2 separate regions of the Triticum aestivum genome follow, and region 1 is linked to region 2. The links are chromatin contacts, called in public Hi-C maps. All regions are on one chromosome and are shown on one strand. The core of a region is the stretch at or near the end of the contact, and the rest is flanking DNA. Distances in the headings are between cores, read along the strand shown.

The links. Hi-C and Micro-C count contacts between places; a contact is called where the count stands out from the background.
Region 1: a Hi-C map of leaf shows a contact between it and region 2, with 4 times the contacts expected there. The contact joins the promoter of LOC123091399 here to the promoter of LOC123091397 in region 2. A contact is called at or near these places in 4 of 5 Hi-C or Micro-C datasets (leaf and an unstated tissue).

The regions. Positions count from the first base shown.
Region 1 is chr4B:121,342,595-121,346,329 of IWGSC CS RefSeq v2.1, reverse strand. LOC123091399 reads right to left here and starts at 1,337. Exons shown (of 5, transcript XM_044512898.1): 1 at 1,044-1,337; 2 at 1-649. The coding sequence starts at 636.
Region 2 is chr4B:120,842,181-120,846,319 of IWGSC CS RefSeq v2.1, reverse strand. LOC123091397 (mRNA-capping enzyme) reads left to right here and starts at 2,720. Exons shown (of 18, transcript XM_044512896.1): 1 at 2,720-2,946.

The sequences.
Region 1 (3,735 bases), core at 88-2,587, 500 kb before region 2:
ACGCTTGGTGTCCGCCTCCGATTGTGCATACTTTGGCAGCACACCCTCCTTCCTCTCTGCCCCAAGTTCATCAAGAGCTCTTTTGTCCATGGCATGTTCATGATCCCTCGACGCACTCAGTGGCCCGTGATGCCCACCCAGCTTCTCCCTCACCAGCACCGGCGGCCCTGGCCTGTAACCTGCCAAATTCGGCATGCCTTGTTCCCATGGCCGGCCCTGCGGCCTCCCGTATGAGCTTGGCTTGGCATAGTACTCCTGCACGCCACCCCATGGGGCAGCCTGCCCACCTCCCCCCATCTCCTCAAAACCATTGGCAAATGCGCCAGAGGCAGCGCTTCCGTCGAACAGAGCAAAAGAGTCGCTCGACGACCTGCGGTGTCCCGCGCGGCGCACGGGCGTCTCAGGCTCGTCGAGCAGGTCGTCAAGCCACGACGGCTGCTCCTCAATGATGCTCTCAGACGACGTGCGCTGGTGATGCCCATGGCCGTGGCCATGGCCAAAGCGGTGGTGCGTGGCGCCCTGTGGCCGGGCGATCGGGCCATGGTCTGCGTACGGGGACGGCGACGCTGCCGTCGGGAACGGGCTACGCGGCGGCAGCAGCGCCTGCTTCTGGAGTTTCGCGTTCGCCATCATCATCTGCTCGACCAAACTGCGCACAACAAAGAGCACATCTGTGAGATTTGAGCAAATTTAACACTAAACTAACACGAAATTGCATCGAATCGAGGCGGTCCAATTCACAGCTCTACCCACAGATCTCAGCAAACGACATGAAAAAACAATTTTGCTTGTGTTCTTCTACGGCAAATTCGCGTCAAAGATTCGAATTTGCTTCGACCGCAAGCATCCAATTGTGCCACGAAGTGGTCAAGATCCGAGGTCCACATAAAGGACCGAACTGGAGGATGTCAATTGGACGAAGAAAACGCAGCAGAAACAAACACGCATCGAAACAGCACGGCACAGATCGAGGCGGATCAAGAAGAGCAAGGCCGCACCAAGAATCGCAGAGAGAAACAACCAAAAAAAACAAAAATACTCACCAATTCGGCCGCGACTCTTCCGACCGCCCCACCCCAGATTTGCCGCAGCAAAACCCTCGCACTAATCCACAGTTATTCGTATTCGTTGGAGCTAATCTTCGGGGGATTAGAGCTTGCGGCGAGGAGGGGGGCGAGGGAGGGGGGGGAGGAAGAGTAGGAGACGAATGGAGAAATTGTATAGTACTGAGGGGAGAAAAAAACAATTAAATAGTGCCTCGCTAGTGTTTTAATATTGCGGCAGCGACAAGAAATTGGTTTGCATAAACTTTGATGAACGTCCGCCGTCGGATTGAGAGGCCCAACGGTGCCGAGAAATCTGGTGAGAATTATTGTCTTCTATGAGGGGAAGCAGGTGGCCGGTACTAGCGGCGAGAGATGTAAACGCTGTGGGTACCCAAGGTGTGCCTACGTCAATTTTTGCTTATTTATGTGACCCATTTTTTCTTTTTGCTTATTATCCATGTGACCCAAGTTTCACACCCTAGAAAATTTGTGCAAAGAAGCGCAAAATTTCGGAGAAACTCAGATAAGGCTTTACAATAGTTTTGATTTGTTCCGGTGCTTATAGTTGTCGTTGGACGGTCTACGGACCTGATTCCTGTTACTTTTGGTGTCCGTGCCGACGCAAATGAGACTCAAATTTGGGCCGGGAATGGGTCGACAGCGGACGAAAAGCGGACGCGCATCCATTTGGGCCGGCACGTTGGGCCCATTTTTCTGTCCGCGGCGATCCAAATGGACACGGACGGACGAAATGGGTCGGCGTGTTGGGGTTACTCTTTGGTTTGTTTTTCATGAATATATTGTGGTGTTGCATGTTTCCTTGAACCAAAGGGGTATTGCATTTGCTAGCAGGACACATTTGAACCATACACAACATACACGGGAGACATCAATCCAAGAGAAGAGCAAGAAAAGAGAAAGAAATGATGTGCATGAGCTAGCAGTGGAGCTGGTGCATGTGGCAGAAACGCGGCGTTGTTGTTTAAGTGCAGCCCATATTGGGTAGTGGGGGCAAACAGAAAACAGAAAAACAACTCATGCCACCAGCCGGACAGCTCAGGATCCAGCTGCGACCACAACACCATCTGCTGCTGTCGTGCTGTCTTTATTCCACCCTCCCGTTTTTCTCTCTCTACTACTTGCCCTCGTGGCTGCCTTTTTCTTTTCATTTTACACCTTGTGGCTTGCTGCGTTGATCCTTCGGTCCTTTCTCTCGTGTGATCACCCTCGTTGCCCAATTTGGGTGAAGGACAAAAAAGAAAAAGGCTCTTTTCCGCTAGCTACAAAAATTGTGTGGCTGTATAGTTATAATATAAATTGTTTTGATTAAATTGAGTCTTTTTCGAATGAAATTGAGTCAACTTCAATTGCGTACTATCTTTTTTTTTCTTTTTGGACACCACTATTGACTCGCCCACCCAACCTTGTCTTCATCGGTGCCATCGTCTCCGGCTCATTGTGCACAGTGATCGGCGCTGAATTAATTGCTCTATCTATCACTTCTCATGGGATCTAATAATCCTCCATCATCGCCATCTCACTCCAACGAGCTCCCTTCCAAGTTTTTTGAGGTCGCCACACCCATCATCGTCGGTTCTGCCTCACGATCCTCTAAAGTCCCCCCCCACCCCCCCCGGTGGCACACTACTTTGATGTCATCATCATTGTCGTCTCATCGTTGGCGCTTCTGCCTTGCAGTCGACCTGCAAATGTGGTTGACATCAAATGTGTGTTAAAGAAAATATCATTAGATGAATACGAACACATGAAAAAGGCACATATGTTTGTTTGGATGCAAGAAAAAGAACAACTGTTCTTATCTGTTTTTTCTTCTTCTTAATATTGCTTTAATTTCCTTCTTCCTTGGGACGCTAACGCATAGATCTTCATCCATGAGTTTAGATTTGTGGTTGCCAGGTTGGGGTAACTATCAAGGATGGCCAAGGGGGGACTATGGATATGTGAGATTGATATTTTCAGAAGCCTGGAGTACATTACTTAATGAAGTATATGTGGAACCACGTTGAAAATCATTGAATTTTAGGTTTGAATTATGCACTCCAAATAAATTTTGTGTTCAAACTATGTATTTCTTTTCAATTAATATTTATTGTGTGTTTAAATTTAGTATTATTTGTATTGGTACTGTATGAAATCATAGAGCATGTGTTTGCATAGATTTAAGGTTCGTAAATCGAGGTTGTGGTTGCATAGACGGTCATAAGGGGTGGCCGGCTCCTGTGGCGGACATTTAGGAGGTCATATTTGTCCAGTCCAGTTGAAGATGCCCCGACTAGTTTGAATTTTCTTTGGCTCTTCTTTGTGTTTGTGATCTAGCGGTTACTTCTTAGCAGAAGCCAAAGCTGTTTGATGTACCCTCGATAGTGCACTACTCTGCTAGTCCGCCGACCAGGTGGTCGTAAGAACCAGCAATCTGGATATGGATATGTCTCCAGTAATATGCGGATGATCAACCATCGTCAAGACATGTGAAATTCAGAAAAGAAAACATCGAAGAAGAAAATATGCTTTAAGTTTGGTGGAGGACACATGGGTCTAACCAGATGGAAAATAAGGGCATCTTCAAAGAGGTAATCGTCTGCAAATGTGTGGACCATGCTGCGCAGCTTGTCATCCAATGTTGTTGCATCGGTCCTTAGACTAGTCCGCTTGTCCATTTTCCCGCAAA
Region 2 (4,139 bases), core at 1,471-3,970:
TTTTCAATCTGGCTAAGGTGGCCAGTCGAATCGGCATAGAGCGTGATGTTGTCGAATACAAAGAGTTGTCTGGGGAAAAACATCTTCCCACAACCGATGTTGTCGTCGATTCGAATGTGAGCCATCGAGCCGTCTTGACCACACGGAGGGACGTGCATGGGCCACCAATGTTGGAGTTGAACCCGGCGGATCTCGGGTAGGGGGTCCCGAGCTAGTGATCTTAGCTTGATGGTAACATGACAAAAGGGGACACCGTGCTTTACCAGGTTTAGGCCCTCTCAAAGAGGTAAACCCTATGTCATGCTTTGTTGTATTGATTGTGGATGGGGTACAAAGTACAAAATGATATACCTCGAGATCGTATGTGAATAAATCGAACCCAATGGTATAAACCCCTCGACTTATATAGGCACGAGGGTACCTAGGGCTACACGTAGGTCGGTTACATCAAGGGATAAAAATGCCGATAATTCAAAAGTGTCTTGGAGTATGTGCCAAGTCTTTGAAGGATTTCATCTTGAGTATGTCGTGGGGCATGGCAAACGCGACCCACTTGTCGGTTGTCTGGGGTCCTCGGACCTAACCGATGATTGGGGCCCGACGTGGTTAGCACCCCCTATCCAGAACACCATCACCCGAGCGCGTCCGCGAGCAGCATCCAAGCAACCCTCAAATTTACACCTCATACTTCAATCCTTTAAACCATACAAAGCATGCAAAAGAAACATATACGTACTACGTAGATCAACTTGTACATGGGCAGCAGCGGCAATGCCGGCTCCTCCAGCTCCTCGGTGTTGGCCCCCGCCTCCTCCTCCACCTCCAATTCAGCAAAAGGCATGTTGGTCACCGCCCGTTCTTGCCGGATGAACCATCGGTTCACCTCGACATAGGCCTCATTCTGGCTGGATTCCAAGATGGCGATCTGCTATACCATTTCCGGCGCCTGAGCGACCTCGTACTTCACCATGGCGAAGCCAGCAACCGGCACCGGCTCTGCCGTTGCTTCCTCCTCCTCCTCCTCCTCCTCCTCCTCCTCCTCCTCCATGGGCTCCGGCTTTGGCTCGCTGCTCCCCCTCCTCCGTCTCCGAAGAATCTGGAGTCATGCCTGCTGCCAACGGGGCGGTGCGCCTAACCAAGATCTCCTCGAGCAGTTGGACACGCCACTCGGGTGTAAGCATAGCATAGCCCATCTTCTTCTGCCGGGCCATAGTGGAGATGGACGACGAGAAGGAGAGCGGGAGCGAATGTGGAGGGCGGCGAGAAGTTGATGGATGAGATCGGGCTGACGACATGGAGAGGGAGTGAACAGATGTGGCTAGGGCTCGGAGACGTCGTCCGGATTAAATAGCCGGGCCCTGGCCCTCTGGCGGCGATTCGGAGCGGCGTCGGGACATTCACACCCCACCGGATGAGATGCCCGCTGGACGACTATTGGGTTTCCGAGTGTTTACTTGTGGGACCCGACTGTCAGCACGATACGACCGGTCGCGCTCGGGCCGCCTCATATACGCCCTACATTTGGGATGGATATGAGGGGTGCCGGTATGCCCTGACGTTTAAGGCTAGTTTGAGGCGTATGGATGATTAGATTTTTGACAGGTGAGTGGTCGGGTCGACCGTCCCGGCGTTTGAGACCCGATTTTAATAAGGCGGCCGGGTAGATGATGCAAGTGCTTGAGTTCAGCGTCAGGCTGCAAGTGGGGCTACACATGGGAGTCCCACCTTTACCCCACTTGCTCCCAATATATTTAATGGGAATAACTTGACCATCCCATCACATGGGAGAAAGTGGGATCCCACTTCGCACATGTATGTAGACGTAAACACTAATTTAGCATCCATTAGTAATCTGTTACTTACACTCTTACACTCTCATATGCACGTAGACCGGACCGGCGGCACTCTGGCGCGTGCTTGACCAAGCGGCTCGTTAGCCGCTTCGATGGTAGTTCAGGAGCGGTCGCCGGTGCGTGCATGAGACACAAGGAGATGCCATGAGGTGCAGGTGCAGTCATGCCCTGGTGCCTGCAGCCGTGGTGCTCTCCATTGTCAGGACCGTGCTCCTCCGCCACACCTCGGCCCTGCCTCGGGCGAGCATGGGAGCTTCGTCCCCCATGTCCTTCATCTTCGCGGAGCCGAGGAGGTGGTCAACTGTGGCGCTCGGAGGTGCGCGGCTGTGGCGAGGAGCTGGAGCCTGGGCCATGGGAAGCCGTAGCCAGGCAACTCGCGAGGCGCCGGTACAAGCAACTGAAGATGCTGGAGTCTGAAGCACCGGTACAAGCAACGGAAGATGCTGGAGTCCGAAGTATAACCTGTTGCATGCATACTTTGTTTCAGGTTCCTGTTAACTGAATACTCCTAGCTACACGAGACCCTGGGTAGCTTTTTTTTTTTTTTTTTTTTTTTTTGAGAATCTCACAAAGCTTTATTACTGAGCTAAAAGGGGCAAGGTGGGCTCCCAATGGGCTAAGTGGGATAATCCAATTATTATTTTTTCTATCCAGTGAGATTCCACTAAAAAAATTTAAGTGGGATGGACTACCAGTGGCTTGGCTGTACACCGCTCGTGAGCAGCAGCCCGCCGTGCGCCACACGGCTCTACCAGTGCAAAGCGCCCGGGTGGCAGCGCCCGGATGGCCGCGTGCACGCGAGCACGTGGTACGCCGAGCTCACGCTCATAAAGGTCACCCCCACTCCCCACCTCGGCCGCAACTCACTTCCGCGTTCCCCTTCCTCTCGACTCGGTTCGAACCGGTTTGGGGCCCTCTTCGCATGGCCGCTCCCAAACCCTAACCCGCAGATCCTTTGCCCTCCCCTAAACCCTTCCCCCAATCCCCCTTCTCCTCCGCCCCGCGGTGCTCTCCGGTGCGGGCACCGCCCTCCGCTGCTCTGCCCGGCGGGACGCTCGGCGTCTCGACCCCCGCCTCAGCCGTCGCGCGTGAGGTACGCTTTGCTCATTTCTCTCCTCTCCTGGGTCAGCGTGCGCTCGGCGCGGTGCGCCTCCATGCTTAGCTTGTGGTGCGGTGGTTAGCTCGCGGTGTGGTGCTGGTGCTGTTCCGTGTTCGTGGCGCGGGCAATTTGCTGATTCGGCCAGGCCTCCGGAGTCGCCAACCCTAGAGGCTGGCCGTGCACTCGCTGCCGCCTCGCACGGGGAGGGTGTGGGGCCTGGATGGTGGGTTCGGACTTCGGAACGGTGTGGTTTTGTTCTTGTGTTTTTCCATGCGTGTTCGCCACCTGTAGCCATGAACCCCAGTTAGCTTCCCAATTCGAGAACATTATATTGCCTGGAAGAAGCAATGGCGTCGAAAAACACTCGATTGTGGCAATCTTTTGGGTGTTTGATTTGATGTTTTTTTCGATTTGATGGATTGCGTGGTAGAAGATGTGAGAGAGGGGTCGGAGTAATTCGCAGATATGCACTCTTGCCGTTATACTGCTGCGAGTATCAGCATGCTCTGATTTGACTTGGTCACTTGGATCGTCTTCTTTTCTTGTCTATGCATATTGCTTGTTCGTGCATGCATTACAAGTCCCTTCTATACATATCCTGATGGATATTTTCTTAGTACTGTGGGTTTTCATATCCGAAAACATGGTATTGGATTCATTCTGCTTCTTAAATGTGTGATGCAATGCTAACCTGATAGTTATTTCGGTTTTTTCTGGCGGAAATGATTAATTCATCTTCACTCCTAACGACTAGTAGCCTTTAATAGTTTGTTTCCTCTATTTTCTGCGGAGACTCTGAGCTAATAAATAGTCAATGCCATTCATTCAATGGTACTCCTGTCTCTTTTTATTAGCCGTTATCCCCTTCTGCACGGTAATTAACGCCATATAAAAACCTACCAACCCCTTGCTCGCTGAACCAATGTGCCATCACTAATTTCCTTAATAATTGGGTGATCACATCCTCTGCCAATAACTGAATCGCTAGCCTCACTGCACGCCTCTTGCATGCGGTTTGTGGCCCTCTGGGATCTGGCCCTTCAGCATGCAGGCTCCTCTAGCGCTCCTATGATTAGCGATTGGAAATTAGAACATTAGCGGTAAGTCACTTGGTACGTCAGGGGTAAAAAGGAAAGAAAACACCCACACTGAGTACCAGAGGCAAATCCTGTCAAACAATATGGGAA